Linked DNA regions of Mus musculus: regions 1 and 2 are each linked to region 3. Evidence: chromatin contacts called from public Hi-C and promoter capture Hi-C data. All regions are on one chromosome and are shown on one strand. Each heading gives the region's core, a stretch centred on a gene start, on an enhancer-like site or on the middle of the called end of the contact. The rest is flanking DNA. Distances are from core to core; before and after follow the strand shown.

Region 1 (4,262 bases), core at 612-3,111, 33 kb after region 3:
GACCTTTGCAGTTTGCAGTAACATAGGAAAGTCAAATTTTTACCTTAACTCTGTTAGCCCCACTTTGTGAGAATATAATAGAGTGATTGTGGTCGCCTATGGTCTCAGGTAAAAAACTGAGAGAGGCTAATGCAGTTTCATATGCCTTAAGGAAATTTCTCCTAAGTAGCTAAGCACCTAGGAGAGAATTTTGAATGTTCTGGTTTGGAAGCAGCCTGAGAAGTATTTAGTGTGTCAGGTTACATGCTTATAATGACCAAAGTCTACATTATTATGACACAAACCACTAACAAAATTATAACCTTGTGGATTAAAAAAAAAACAATTTTATTTGTTTATTTTATATGTATAGGCATTCTGTCGACTTGAGTGTTTGCTGTTTTTCTCCAGGCCCTAGATCTCTGTTCATTTTCCTGTCTGGTACAGCCCACAGGACATACAGAGATGCACATGGCTTCTTGTATCTTTTGCACATGGAAAGCACAGGGGAGAGAACTGTAGATGTTAGATGAGATGTCTCTCTCTCTCTCTCTCTCTCTCTCTCTCTCTCTCTCTCTCTCTCTCTCTCTCTCTCTCTCTCTCTCTCTCTCTCTCTCTCTTTGGTTTTTCGAGACAGGGTTTCTCTGTGTAGCCCTGGCTGTCCTGGAACTCACTCTGTAGACCAGGCTGGTCTTGAACTCAGAAATCCACCTGCCTCTGCCTCCCAAGTGCTGGGATTAACGGCGTGCGCCACCACCGCCCGACTTAAAAATTCTCTTCCTTCCTTCTCCAGGTCAGCCACAGAGACTTAGAATTCTCATTCTAATCTATTCTCCTTTCTTCCCTCTCCCCTCTGTTTGGTCTGATATAACAAATATTTTAATTTTTGAACCCTTTTCTTACACTCATATTCAGTAGAATACTTTACCTCAGGTCACCAAATGAGGTGGGTAGAGAGGTTTCCTATAGCCAAGAAGTTCTCCAGCAGGCACTGTCTGGGTATCCTATACTTCAGTTTGTTTCTGACATTGTCTACATGAAGTTAGTGTTGGGTGTTACAAACTAAGAACTACATCCCACAATTCTCTTCCCCATTTAGGAGCCAGTTGCATGTAGTAACTTGTCATGTGTGTTTGATGTGAATGTATGTCATGGGTTCCTACAATTCCTATGTTGATTCTATTAATTTGTTAGGATGTCTTATAGAACTTAGAAATATGTTTACTGCTTTATTGTCAGGGCTATTACAAAGCATATAGATAACCAATCAGATGAAGAGAAACATAGGGGACAGTCTGGAAGGGAACACAGAACTTCACTGTCCCCTCCAGGAAAACCCACATGTTGTGCAGCCTGGAATCTTTACAACCCTGTCCTTTTGTTTTGTTAAATAGCTTAAAAGGATGTTTCATTAAATAGTTGTAATTGATTAAATCATATTCCATTAGTGATTGGCTCAACCTCTACCCACTTCCCCCAGTAGAGTAAAGGGGGAAGTTCTTCCCTTATTTCATCTAACCCTATCCTGAAACCATGAGTCCAGCAAGAGTCACCTGATTGGAAGAAGGGATGTACCTGTCTGTCAGGAAATTCAAGAGTATTTAGGAGTTTTAAGTGTGAAACCCGGGGTCAAAGGTCAAATTTAAAACAAAAGGTTCTGGGGACAGAATCTGTACATTTTATCTCAGTAAAATGGGAGGCAGAGACAGGCATATCTCTGTGAGTTCAAGAACAGGTTGGTCTTGACAATGAGCAGCTATCAGCCAGGGACCCACTGTGTCAAAAAATAAAAATGAAACAAAAGATTCCCTAGTTACAACTCCTTACCAGTGGTGCACCTCGACTTACCTTCAGCAGCCTCTACCCACCCAGACACTGCCAGGATGTTGACTTCCTGCTACTACAGATTCAGTCAGCATTATTCAGTCTGAAGTAAAGTTGAGTTCATTAAGTAGAGGAGAGTACACATTAGAGTGCAGGCATCAAATTCATACACCCAAGAGTATAAGCAGTAAGAAGGTTGGAATGTATAGCTTTGTAACAAATTTAAAGATTAAATAAAGTTTAAAATTTAAGTTTAAGCTACGTTTACTTCTCTTATCTAAAGAATTTTCTTTGCTTTCAAGAGCGGCTTTAAGGTGGTTTACAAGGCATATTATTTAGTAGGTTTACAGATGAAAAAGGAGTTCTAAAATTTTGAAAGTCAAAGGTTACAAAGGTTTGTGTTATGTTTTGAATATAAGATTGCTTCTTGTGGTAGAGTCAGACTTGCAAGCAGTAGTTTCATTGGTTCTGTGTAAATTCTTGACTCTAAACAGATGAATTAATTACTCAAACATGATTCAGGTTGAAGTGAGGGCTCTTTTCATTCTCATGTCCCTTTAATTTTTTTCTTTGCTTTCTATCCTGTTTCACTAGTATCCTTGTCTACAAAGGGCTTTAGGAGCTACATGCTGTCTAGTTGTGGAATGTTAGGGAACCATCCAGGTAAGATCAGATCCCTAAACAGTGCTCTTCCTTCTCTAACACAAGTCTCTAAATGATGAATATATGAGTTCTTAAGGTAGAGCATGGTTCAGCATGTGGGCAGGAAAAACACTGGGGAAAGTCAGGGTTCACAAGTGTCCACATTTTCTTTTGTTTTCTTTTTCTTCCCTTGTTGATTTGAGACAGTATCTCCTTCGTAACCCAGGCTTATCCCTTCTTGCCTCCTTTAGTGCTAGGATTGTAGATGTATGCCAACACCTAGCTTGCAATATTTCTTGATCTTAAAGTAATGATTAGCAAATTAATTTTTTGGTTGTCACAAAGAGTTAAACTGTAACAACAGAAAAGAAAATCAAAATTCGGGTTTTTTTTTTTTTGTTCCTGGTTCAGTACATATTTTTTGTGTTCTATGCATATATTTACATATATTTATGTATTTACATATTTATACATATGTACAGAGACACAAATATAAACACATATATGTCTATGCAAACAATATTTTAAGATTCCATGGTCCCTATTAACCCCTTTTTATTGGTTGGAGATCTGACTGTAGCTTGTATTACAGGACGTAGTCCTCCTTAAACTTTTTGAAGACATTATTGGAATCTGGAAGTTCATTTGATGGTATTTACAAATAAGATGTAGTGTAATGTACTGTGTGTCATGTTGTGACAAATGTTGACTTACAGAGAGTTGCAGCACCTCAGTGGAGGACTGTTGGTCTTTAGGTGGTAAAGTGTTGTGTGAAGCTGACCAAAGCTAAAGTGAGCTGGTTCTTAGGGAAGGGCTGTCAGGAGAAGAAGGTGGGGAAGAGCATCATTCCATGTCCACAGCCATGGCTGCTCTGGCTGTAGTCAACAGGATATATAAAGGTGGGTCTTTGAGCTGTGACCCAGAGAAAATGTGACTGCACTGCCTTTGAAGCTCAAGCTAAGGAAGTTAAAATTATTTGATAAACACTCAGGCATCAAAGTCTTCAGTAAGGTGACTTGAAAAGGAAGTTCCTGTTTTCTAGAATAGTGCTCTGTTAGCTAAATTTAGTAGTTGGGAGGCCAGGCAAGGAGAGGCCTTTTGGGGAAGCAGGTGAGAACAATCAGACATCAAAGGGCAAGAATATTCAGGAGTTAGGCCCTACAGAAACGGCACTGCGGTATTCACTCTGAAATTACAGAAAGTATGGTACATCTGCGCTGCAGAAGTTTCCATGACAGTGAACAGAAGATACCCAATACTTGCCTTTTGATCTATCTGTTGCCTCCAGTGGTTGGTTGATTTAGAGGGAAAATGTAGACTGGGAGAGAGCCTCACAATAAATTAGAAGGATCTAAATACCTGCTTTAATGCTCTGCCTGCCACTCACTGTCCCAATCCTGATTTGACTACTAAACTACTTCAAAGTAATACAAAGAAATGACAGTGTACTGATAGCAAATGAATTAATTTTGTGAGCTGATTTGATAAATCTAACAAGACTGTCTGCTCACCTCATTGTAACCATGAACTTTCTTTCATCCTGTCCCTTAGGGAAAATGGTTGACTTGGGTTAAAATTTGCCCCTTTGATGACAGAGCATAGCATCAAGAGTTAAGCAAACATGTACAACAGTCCGCCGACTGACCCTTTAGCTCATTGAATGTTGTCTTCCCCAACTTCTAAGTCATTGTCTCAATTTTGGAAGGCTTTTGTACCCCACCCCACCCCAATGCATTTATGCTTATCTAATTTAGAAATAACAGTTTCTACTCACTCTAGCATGTTTCGTGGTTCAAGCAGATATTCTTCATATTATG
Region 2 (4,534 bases), core at 2,018-4,517, 50 kb before region 3:
CCCGGAGCTCTTGACGCTAGCTGCATATATATCAAAAGATGGCCTACTCGGCCATCACTGGAAAGAGAGGCCCATTGGATTTACGGTTTTCTAAAGGATGAACAAAAAGACTCTGAAGAATGTGAAAAACATAACAATGTATTTAATGCTTAAAAGACAGAAAAGTACTTAAATCAACCTCAAAACAGCAGGCAAGCAAAAGAAATGTGTAGAGCAAGAGGCAGACAGCAACTCTCTGGCTTTACAGGTACCAAAGTATGTTTTCACTCTGTCTCCTGAAGGAAGCATCACTGCTGGGCACCACTCACTCCTGCCAAGTCTTCACAGCCAGAACCATGACAGCTCAGCTACCTCACTGGTCACATTCTTTAAAGACAAAGTTGCCCTTAGATAAAGATTTATTAAATGGACATAGGTATGTGAGCATACATCTCTGGGGAGACCAAGGCAGGATGCTCAAGAGTTCACAGCCAGCCTAACAACTGACACAGTGACTCAAAACAGTCAGGCTGTGGTGGCACAAGCCTTTGATCCTAGCACTTGAAAGACAAGAGACCAGCAGATCTCCACACATTTGAGGCCAGCATGGGTCTATGGAGCTAGTACCAGGATAGTCAGTGCTATACTGAGAGAGTGTGTCTTGAAAAACCATAAATAGATAGATAGATAGATAGATAGATAGATAGATAGATAGATAGATAGATAGATAGATAGATAGATAAATGAGATAAAAATTCAAATTTGACTCTGCAAATGAAGTTTGTTTAAACTAATTTAAATACTCTGACTCCAGGCTTTCTTTGTTTACCATTTCCATAGCTGGGCATTACCTGAGTGACTACCTGAGAGAAATTATAGGACTTAAAACAAACATGGACAATCTCAGTTTCCACTTACTAAATAAGTTCACTAATCTAAATTGCTGTCAGGTCTCTTCTAGTTAAGAAAATCATAAATCATAAACATATTTAAGAAAAGAATACACCCCATGTATTTGCAATTCTGCAGGCATTGAGTGTTTCTATTTTATAGAAAATAAATCCCATCACATTTAAACTATATAACATTACATTAATGATCAGTGTTCTAATAAAAATGTTTGTGTTTAGCTATAAACCAATATCAGAAAAAAAACCTCTTACTCTGAAGAAACGGTAGGCTTGTGTTCAGTTGAGATGAGCTGTCACTGATGTTGAGAGCTTTGTCTTGAGCCCGGGGAATCCAGCTGGGTCCAGCTGCCAAACGGTCCTCTTCAAGCAATACAGCAACCACCTTTGAAAGACAAGTAAGCAGAGCCTGGAGAGATGGTTCAGTACTGAAGAGCACTCCCTTCCAGGAGACCTGGGTTCAATTCCCAGCTCCTACATGGTAGCACACAACTGGCTGTAACCCCAATCCAGGGTCTCCTCTGGCCTCTGCAAGACCAGAATGCACACATATGGTTCACAGATGTATAAGCAGGCAATATCCATACACATAAAATAAAAAATATATTTTTAAAAAGAAAAACCACCCCCAAGGTAAGCCATACTTCTTAAAACACTAACAGCATGCTATCCTTTGGTTAAAAATTACCTTTTGTAGATTTCATTTCTACAAATAAATGTTTGGCTCCACCATACTATAACTTTAAAAATAAAAGTATCTTTTTGTATAATAATAACAGCAAACTAATATAATGTCACAGTATGCCATTATTTCATATTACATGTTGTTTCCTTCATTAAATATAATTAAAACTTCAGAGGAGGAGGCAGCCTGGACATCTAACACCCTCAAGCAAACAAAGTGCTAAGGAGAAGCACAGGCAACCATCACTCACTGACTCTAAGTCAGCATTAAATGCCTGCAGTGGCTCCAACTAGGTCATCTCTAGAACGTGAAAAGACTTAAGAATTAGCAGAAATGGGGAAAGGAAGCAAAAGACATGACTCAAGGACTGGCAGGATTGCATGTAGGTTGGACAGAGATGTGCCATGCACAGATACCATGGGAGCACAGACACCATGGGAGCAGGCTCCCTAACCTGTCACTGCCGTAGAAGCCAAGCAAGCAGGGCTGCAGCAGGCTCCTGTACCCATCCCTGTCACTGCCTAGTTACAGCTCCTCTCCCTCTTCACTGCGCTGCACTGAGGACTCTCTTCTTATAGTTGCAAGAACTTTATACTAAAACAGAATCTAATAATAATAACAAATATGTCAAGCCTAATCCTATTTCTAACATAACAGTCTGATAAACAGGCTTATTCCAAATCAGCCTGTCCAGGCTTAACATTATTAGGCTGTTTATGTCTGCTCCACATTTAAATTCTAAGTTTATATAAAAAGTTTGAGACAACATAGAGATTAGAACATCAACTTCGTATCTTAATATATTAGAAATTACCAATGTTAGTAGGTCACACCTGTGTTAAAGAACTTTGTGATTGTGGAGAGCTGTAATATTACAAGTCACAAACAAATCCTCTTATGCTATCTATCTTTAGGCCTCCTGAGAGCCTTGCATTGCCCACCTTTATGCTTGTCTTTATGACTAAGACTGTCATCAGACAGTGTCTGGGGCCTCCAGCACAGACTTCCTCATGCTGTTGTATCCCTCCTACCCATTGTTCTTACAACATATCTGAAAAGTGCTTTGGTTTAAGATTCACTCTTGATCTGTAACTAGAAACTTAGCGGAAATGTTCACCATGTTGAAACATGGTATTTAGGGTAACCTATATCTCTGGTATTTGGCTGCAACGTAAACTTTCATATTCCCTTTGAGACACTGTGCCTTTTTACATCAACAAAAGATCTTTTTCTTTTAGAAATTTATACTGAAATATGATGATTAGAGTCAGTTGCAAAATAACCAGGTAAATAATGAAAAGGAGAGTGAATAACAAGTCAGATGAGGGAGGTCTGCTGTGGTACATGGTTATGTACTTGAAAGCTTCCCATGGCCAGTTGTTTATTATTTACAAATACTGTGCAGGTTTATACTTGCTTTACCAGTTTAACATACTTGGCTTAAGAGTTTGTTGTTATTTTCAACTGTAGGAAATTATAGTATAGAACCCAAAACTAACAGAATTTTCAGTGACCTATATTTACCTAGTGTTGTTGTGCATGGACTTATATGAATGTTTTACTGATAATCTGTAAGAAAATAATACTTGAGGACAAAGAACTGATTTTAAGCCACAAGGACAACACAGTGAACCCTGAGCGCTAATTCCCAGAAGAGGACACGCAGCACAGAAAGTACCTGGCACGCTGCCCGGAGAAAGTTAGCCAACCTCGGAGTGTCGATCTTCGGTACAACTGTGACATCAGAGAAGTCTTTTTCTTCGCTACCTAAAATACAGGTTTTTTAAGTCAATAAAGTTGACTCCAAAACAGTGAAGCTTTTCAAATCACAGTATTGAAGCAGTGCCACAGATACGGAGAACCTGGAGAAAAGTCAACACTGTCTCCCAACTTCACACTGCTTTACAGGAAGTTCAGAGACTGAATCCTCGTCAACGGCCACGAGGAATGCACTAAAAAGAACCAGTGTGTTTGGTGTGAGTTTTAGGTTACAGATCAAGCATCTAAAGATGAGAAATCTGCAACACCTAGGGTGCAGGGCACCGGCAGTAAGAGAAACCAACCCTGGAGCTTTCTTATGGTGAAGCCATATAGAAAATTCCTTTTAAAAAAATTTTTTTTTTAAAAAAAAGGTCAATGAGTAAAGTAAATTCTATGTGAACAGCTGCAGATGCCTGTATCTTAGAGACTGCTAAACTGCACTGATGGAACACATCTTGAAACTGCACTTCAAAATGACAACACACTGATGAGAATAAACTGTGTTGTTCTCAGAGCAGAGTCTGTCCTGCAGGTGTGGGGTGAAGTTATATCGTGAGTATTTGGAGGACAGTATCTTCCCCATGGCACTACAAATCCTCTCAGGGATCAGACTAGGGTTCAGGCCAATTTAATGATTCCCTGTGATTCAACAGCTCTGATCTCATTCATGAGCTAATTTGTTTTTTCAAAGGAATATTAAAAGGTTACTTCCACAGTCATATACTTAAAACCTCATCAAAAACAACACTGGGATAAAAGGAGTTACATAAAAACAAAACAAATCAAAACATACTGTGAAGAGAGTAGACATCCAACCAGTTACCTCCAGATACAGCCGTGCCTTCTCCTGGGTGTTGGGTCCATACTTCCCTGGTTTCTATATCTTCAGTCTGAATGTCTCTCTCAACATTATCTTCATTGTACTGAACATACGCCTTAGAGGCAAAAGTAGCTTAGAATTAACATCTAGTTTCAATTTCAGATCAATTTGCCATTACTTAAAATAAAAGTAACGACATTTTTAAAAGACCTAATACACTTTTTTTAAAAAGTAAAGTATACTTGGGGTTGGGATAAGGTTAGCCTGTGGGGGACTTTCAAATATTAATTGATGTGGGAAATCCTGCCTAAAAGCAGCTGACACAATCCCTGGGCTTGGGTCCTGAACTGTATAGAAATTGGAGAAAATGAACTTAGTATG
Region 3 (4,639 bases), core at 661-3,160:
GGGGGTGGATATTGAGGTTTCAAAAAACCCATTAGGAGCCCAGGGCTTCTCTCTTCCTGCTGTGGGCAGATCTGGATGTGGATCTCACAGCTGCTTCTACAGTGCCATATTTGCCTGCATGCCACCGAGCTTCCTACCATGATGATAATGTACTCAATCTCTGAAACTGTAGGCCAGCCCCAATTAAATGTTTCCTTTTATAAGTTGCCATGGTCATGGAGTCTCCCCACAGCAATAGCACTCTATGACACTTTGCTTGGTTTATTGCCCTTTGTCGAGCAGACTACTGCTCTCTTTCAAACATGGCATGTCTCTGAAATGCTGTAATACATATTCACACATACTCACGGGAAAATCTTCCACAGGTGACTTTGCATTTATTTATTTATTTGCATTTATTTGTTCATTCAGAACTTACTACATAAACCAAGGCATTTATTTTTTCAAATACATTGGTGAATCAAAAACATCAGGTTGCAGAAAAGTGGGAACTTTGTTTTCTGTAGGTTTCAGATACTGATGACACTGGTAGCTTTGTGTTGGTGCAAGGTAGTGGTGGGTTAATATTTGAATCACAAGGATTGTGGCATAAAATCAGACACAAGAGATGGGCAATGAATGGCTACTAATGGAACAAAGTATGACCCAGGATAACTTGGCTCTGAATCTGCAACATTCCACAATCATAGTCGTGGAATTATCCTCCTGGAAAATTTTCTTAAAAATTATGCCTCTGTGTGTGTGTGTGTGTGTGTGTGTGTGTGTACAGGCGATTGTGAAGACCAGAGGTATTAGATCCCATGGAGCTTTAGATACAGGTGCATGTGAACAGCCAGATGTGGATTTTGGGAATTGACTCAGGAATTGGGTTCTCAGGTGCTGGGCCATCTCTCCAGCTCCTCTTTAGCAAACTTTAAAGCAGATGTCTTTTTTTCTCTTCTCTTCCCTTTCCTTACTTCCCTTTTTTCCTTTTTCTTTTTTGCAAGCTTCACATATGTCCCCTCAGATGTCCCCTAAGAGTTTGGCCTTGACGGGGGTAGGGGGTGGTGGACCCTGGCTGCCTTTTTTTTTTTTTTTTTTTTTTTTAAATCTTCATGACAACTGTGCTTTCCTAAGCTCACTGGGGCCATTTTGTTTGGGAAGTCAGACCTGAAGGAGTACTAGACCCAGAGGCGCCACCACACAGTAAGGCCTCAAGGTAAATTTTACTGCAGCAGGCGCAAAGTTCTCATTCCACAGAGGCAGGCCCAGGAGCCATCCTCTCACCCTAGGAACCTGCAAGTTCAAGTTCTCCGCCAGGGAGCTAGGACAGGCAAGAGGTTGGCTGACGAACGCCGAGCTCTCCGCTAAGCTGGAAAGGACTCAGCCCGCTAGCCTTCCCACTAGTCAGGGCCATTGCTCCCTTCCAACACCCGCGGAAGCCACACCTCCCTCTCCGGCCGTCCCTGCGAGCCAAGTCCGGGTGTGTCCCCCTGGCGCGGCGCCCACCCTCCGAGGGCGCAGACCGAACCGCCCTCACAGGTTAGGGGCGGGGCCTGCCTGGCGTGATGGCTTCGCCTGCAGCCCCTTCTTGGTGTAACGACCGGAGAGTAGCAGCACAGCAACCCCAGCGCAGAGGCGGGTCCGACCGCGCGATGACACCAGGCACAGACCATTCGCCGCCGGGGGATCTTTCCTGAGGGCGCGGACGAGGGAGCGGGATCCGGTTGGCGACTGACACGTCGCCCCGCCCTAGATTCTTTCAGGGTCGGCTGTCTCTGAACAGTGGATCCCAGTGAGGAAGAGTCGGGCGCATGCTGATTGCGTCACCAAACCACGCACTCAGCCCGAGCAAGCCCCTCTCTGGGAGAGGCCTCGGTGGGGGAGGGCCCTGCGCACTGTGATGACGGCAAGTCCCGCCCGTTTGAGGAGTGGAGCGGTGGAGCCCGCGGTCCCCCTCAGTGGGGCGCTGGCGCGCGGGCTAGAGCGACCTGCGGTCCGTGGGAGAGCCGCGCCCGCCTCGGCAGGGAGGAGTGCTCAGCGCGGCTGGAGATGAGTAGCGCGGGGGGCGAGGGGCCGGAGGCCGGTCCTGGCCGGGCTGGGGGCCGCTCCGAGCCCGAGGCCCCGGGCAGCGCTCTGAGTGTGGACTTGCCGGGGCTGCTGGGGCAGCTGGCGCGCAGCTTCGCGCTGCTGCTGCCGGTGTACGCCCTGGGCTACCTGGGGCTGAGCTTCAGTTGGGTGCTGCTGGCGCTCGGGCTGCTCGCCTGGTGCCGCCGGAGCCGCGGCCTCAAGGCCAGCCGCCTGTGCCGCGCGCTGGCGCTGTTGGAGGACGAGGAGCAAGCTGTGCGCCTGGGAGTGCGCGCCTGCGACCTGCCCGCCTGGGTGAGTGTTGCCCCCCCAGACCTGAGCGGAGTCAGGTCCGCACCACCCTTCTCCCCTTCTCAGTGACGGGTGGGGAACTCAAGCCCCAGCCCGAGTGAAGTGTCAGCCACCGCTTGTTCCGAATCTCCGTCCGATCCGGGATCCGCACAACCAGGATCCCGGACCGAGTCAGGTGTGCGACCTTACTGCTGTCTGCCTCTCCTGCTGTAAACTGCTGTCTGCTGTCAGCACTCTGCCCACCTGCTTTCCTCGGGAGTTCTGGCCACTGTGGCCCACCCCGGCTCTGAGCGACGGTCTGCGTCCGAGTCTCACTTGTGTCAGCGCACCGCCTCCCCCACCTAAGTCAGGTGTCCTTATTGCTGTCCCCACCCTCATCCTGGGCGAGGTGTCCTGGTCATTATCTGCTCCGAGAGTGTCCGCTCTCAGTCCTCTTCCTGGCTTTCAGTCCTCCTCGCCCATCGCTAGCAAAGTGCGCAGGTAGTGAATACTTCCTAACTTGGCAGAACTGGTCATTGTTAGTTGCTGGGCCTCTTCCTCCTCTCATGCTGGCAGTGACTACCGCCCAGAAGCACACTTGGTGGGCGATGAGATCTCAGTTGTCCAGAGCGATTCTGTAAACCTTTTGCAAGCATGGCGCTGCAGGCCTGGAACCGTCCAGATTCTCCTTTCTGATTTAAAAAGTAGTGACAGCCAATATGGGGAGAAGTTAATTAAAAAAATCAGGAAGACTCATTCATTTCTTAGTTGTGTCTAACACGATTGAAGTGTTCCTGAAAAGCTTATGTTAGAAGAATTGAAATGTTTGTTTCATTGTTTAAAATACCAGAGGGAAGACTAGGCACTTTGATATGATCATTTAATATCCAGGATCTAACATATATAGAGGGAGATTTTGAAAGTGTTAACAGTAATGATAAGTTATGGTATTGATTATTTTTTCCTAAAATTGCTTTTTACTTATTGAGTATTTGAACCTATTGGAGAAGGCATTATCATCTTTTTCTCTTCACTGTCTTTCTTAGCAAAGAGTTAGTGTCATAGTTTCAGATAGAAGGAAATAGTGCATATTTTAAGATAAATGTTGCACAATGTTAGGCTTGATGTAAATGTCTGTGGAAGTAGGTAGTGGTAAGTTTTGAAAGGTAGAAAGAAGGAATTTAAATGGAGAAAGAACTTGGAGAATGTTCCTCCTTTCCAGCTAGGAAACACCTGTGAAATATGGCATGGACTATGTGGAACAAGTATCAAAAAACAAGAATTAAAGAGGAAGAGTTCCCTAAACCAAGAGGAACATAATAGGTAGCGCTTCGTGATGACAGTTAACAACTGAAGTTAGAACTGTAATGGTGAAGCACTTTTGAAACTTAAAAGACCTGCAGATACATAGTGAATGTATAGGACAGGAGTGTTTTGGAAAATGAAAGTAACTGATATGAGATACCATTTAGCTAGCAGTAAAGGAATATAAAAAAACAGGAAGTTAGAGTAGCTAAGGTGAGAACAAACAAGAAACAGTGGTATACTGTAGAATGCAGTAGTGGTGTCTTGTGTTTCTGCCACACTAAATTAAATGCTGCCAGAAAGCTGGTTAAAAACTAGTAGTTAAATGACCAATAAACAACATAAGTAAGACTGAAGTCTTCAGGAGCAGGGTGGTGCTGACTTCCAAAAATACTTAATTATTGAGCAACTGATATAAACTAGCTTTTAAAACACTGTTTGCAAAGTGCAAATGTTTTCACAAAGGAAATAAAATACAGTTGCTGCCATAATGAGCCAAAATTTTAATGGAATAAAAAGATAATTGGTCAGTTTTCTTGTTTTTATTTTTGTTTCTAATTGTTTTTTGTTTTTTAGTATTAGGGTCAGACCTAAGGCTTCCATAGCAATAGTAAAGTGGTCTACCACTGAACTACATTAACAACCCCGTGCAGAGTTTTGTTTGTTTGGGTTGGTTGTTTGGAGACAAGGTTTCCTCAGCTACAGTGGTGGGACTACAGATATGTGCTAACATGCTTATCTAGTTCCTGGGGTTTCTGGATGTTGATTTGATAGGTTGTCTTGAAAGTGATGTACATGCCAAAGACTGTAATGTACATTGATGACTGTGACTCATTGTGGAGTAGAAACATGAGAAGATATGAGCTAGTATGGTACCAACTTTCAATTTCCACCGTTAGATAAATTCACCCACAGTTTTTTCATTTTATTTAGCAAAATGAAAATTTAAGGTGGACATGAGGATAGGGACAATGCTGCACTTTTATTTTCATTTGAA

Evidence for each region. Promoter capture Hi-C pulls out the DNA fragments that hold promoters and counts their contacts. A called contact is a pair of places that touch in the nucleus more often than the background predicts.
Region 1: a contact with region 3 is called in a Hi-C map of CD8 T cells, with 2.5 times the contacts expected there. The contact joins the enhancer-like site here to the promoter of Esyt2 in region 3. A contact is called at or near these places in 4 of 39 promoter capture datasets (the 3T3-L1 cell line, the C10 cell line and the HPC-7 cell line), 2 of 15 datasets of contacts at CTCF or cohesin (the NIH/3T3 cell line and large pre-B cells), 40 of 484 Hi-C or Micro-C datasets (8-cell embryo, the C2C12 cell line, CD4 T cells and 24 more), 15 of 115 datasets of contacts at active chromatin or transcription factors (the 230-238 cell line, CD8 T cells, the HPC-7 cell line and 10 more) and 3 of 9 other capture datasets (adipose tissue, liver and pancreatic islet).
Region 2: a contact with region 3 is called in a promoter capture Hi-C map of 3T3-L1-derived adipocytes, with 2.2 times the contacts expected there. The contact joins the enhancer-like site here to the promoter of Esyt2 in region 3. A contact is called at or near these places in 10 of 39 promoter capture datasets (the 3T3-L1 cell line, 3T3-L1-derived adipocytes, the C10 cell line and 4 more), 1 of 15 datasets of contacts at CTCF or cohesin (the NIH/3T3 cell line), 2 of 484 Hi-C or Micro-C datasets (Sertoli cells and cardiomyocytes), 6 of 115 datasets of contacts at active chromatin or transcription factors (the SCID.adh cell line, double positive thymocytes, embryonic stem cells and 2 more) and 3 of 9 other capture datasets (adipose tissue, liver and pancreatic islet).

What each region holds. Positions count from the first base shown.
Region 1 is chr12:116,312,165-116,316,426 of GRCm38.p6, forward strand. The region is part of intron 1 of Esyt2 (extended synaptotagmin-like protein 2); the gene reads left to right. Among named protein-coding and RNA genes, the nearest start is that of Esyt2, 33 kb to the left of the region's middle. Within about 2 kb of position 1,862, at least 18 of the 459 cell types and tissues checked have an H3K27ac peak or open chromatin away from gene starts, as enhancers often do. A contact at or near this core is called in CD8 T cells, Th17 cells, regulatory T cells and 1 more, where this site is marked.
Region 2 is chr12:116,228,439-116,232,972 of GRCm38.p6, forward strand. It overlaps Wdr60 (WD repeat domain 60), which reads right to left. Exons shown (of 22, transcript NM_146039.3): 10 at 4,157-4,268; 11 at 3,251-3,339; 12 at 1,143-1,272. Among named protein-coding and RNA genes, the nearest start is that of Wdr60, 32 kb to the right of the region's middle. Within about 2 kb of position 3,268, at least 63 of the 459 cell types and tissues checked have an H3K27ac peak or open chromatin away from gene starts, as enhancers often do. A contact at or near this core is called in 3T3-L1-derived adipocytes, adipose tissue, cardiomyocytes and 1 more, where this site is marked.
Region 3 is chr12:116,279,312-116,283,950 of GRCm38.p6, forward strand. Esyt2 (extended synaptotagmin-like protein 2) reads left to right here and starts at 1,911. Exons shown (of 22, transcript NM_028731.5): 1 at 1,911-2,361. The coding sequence starts at 2,032.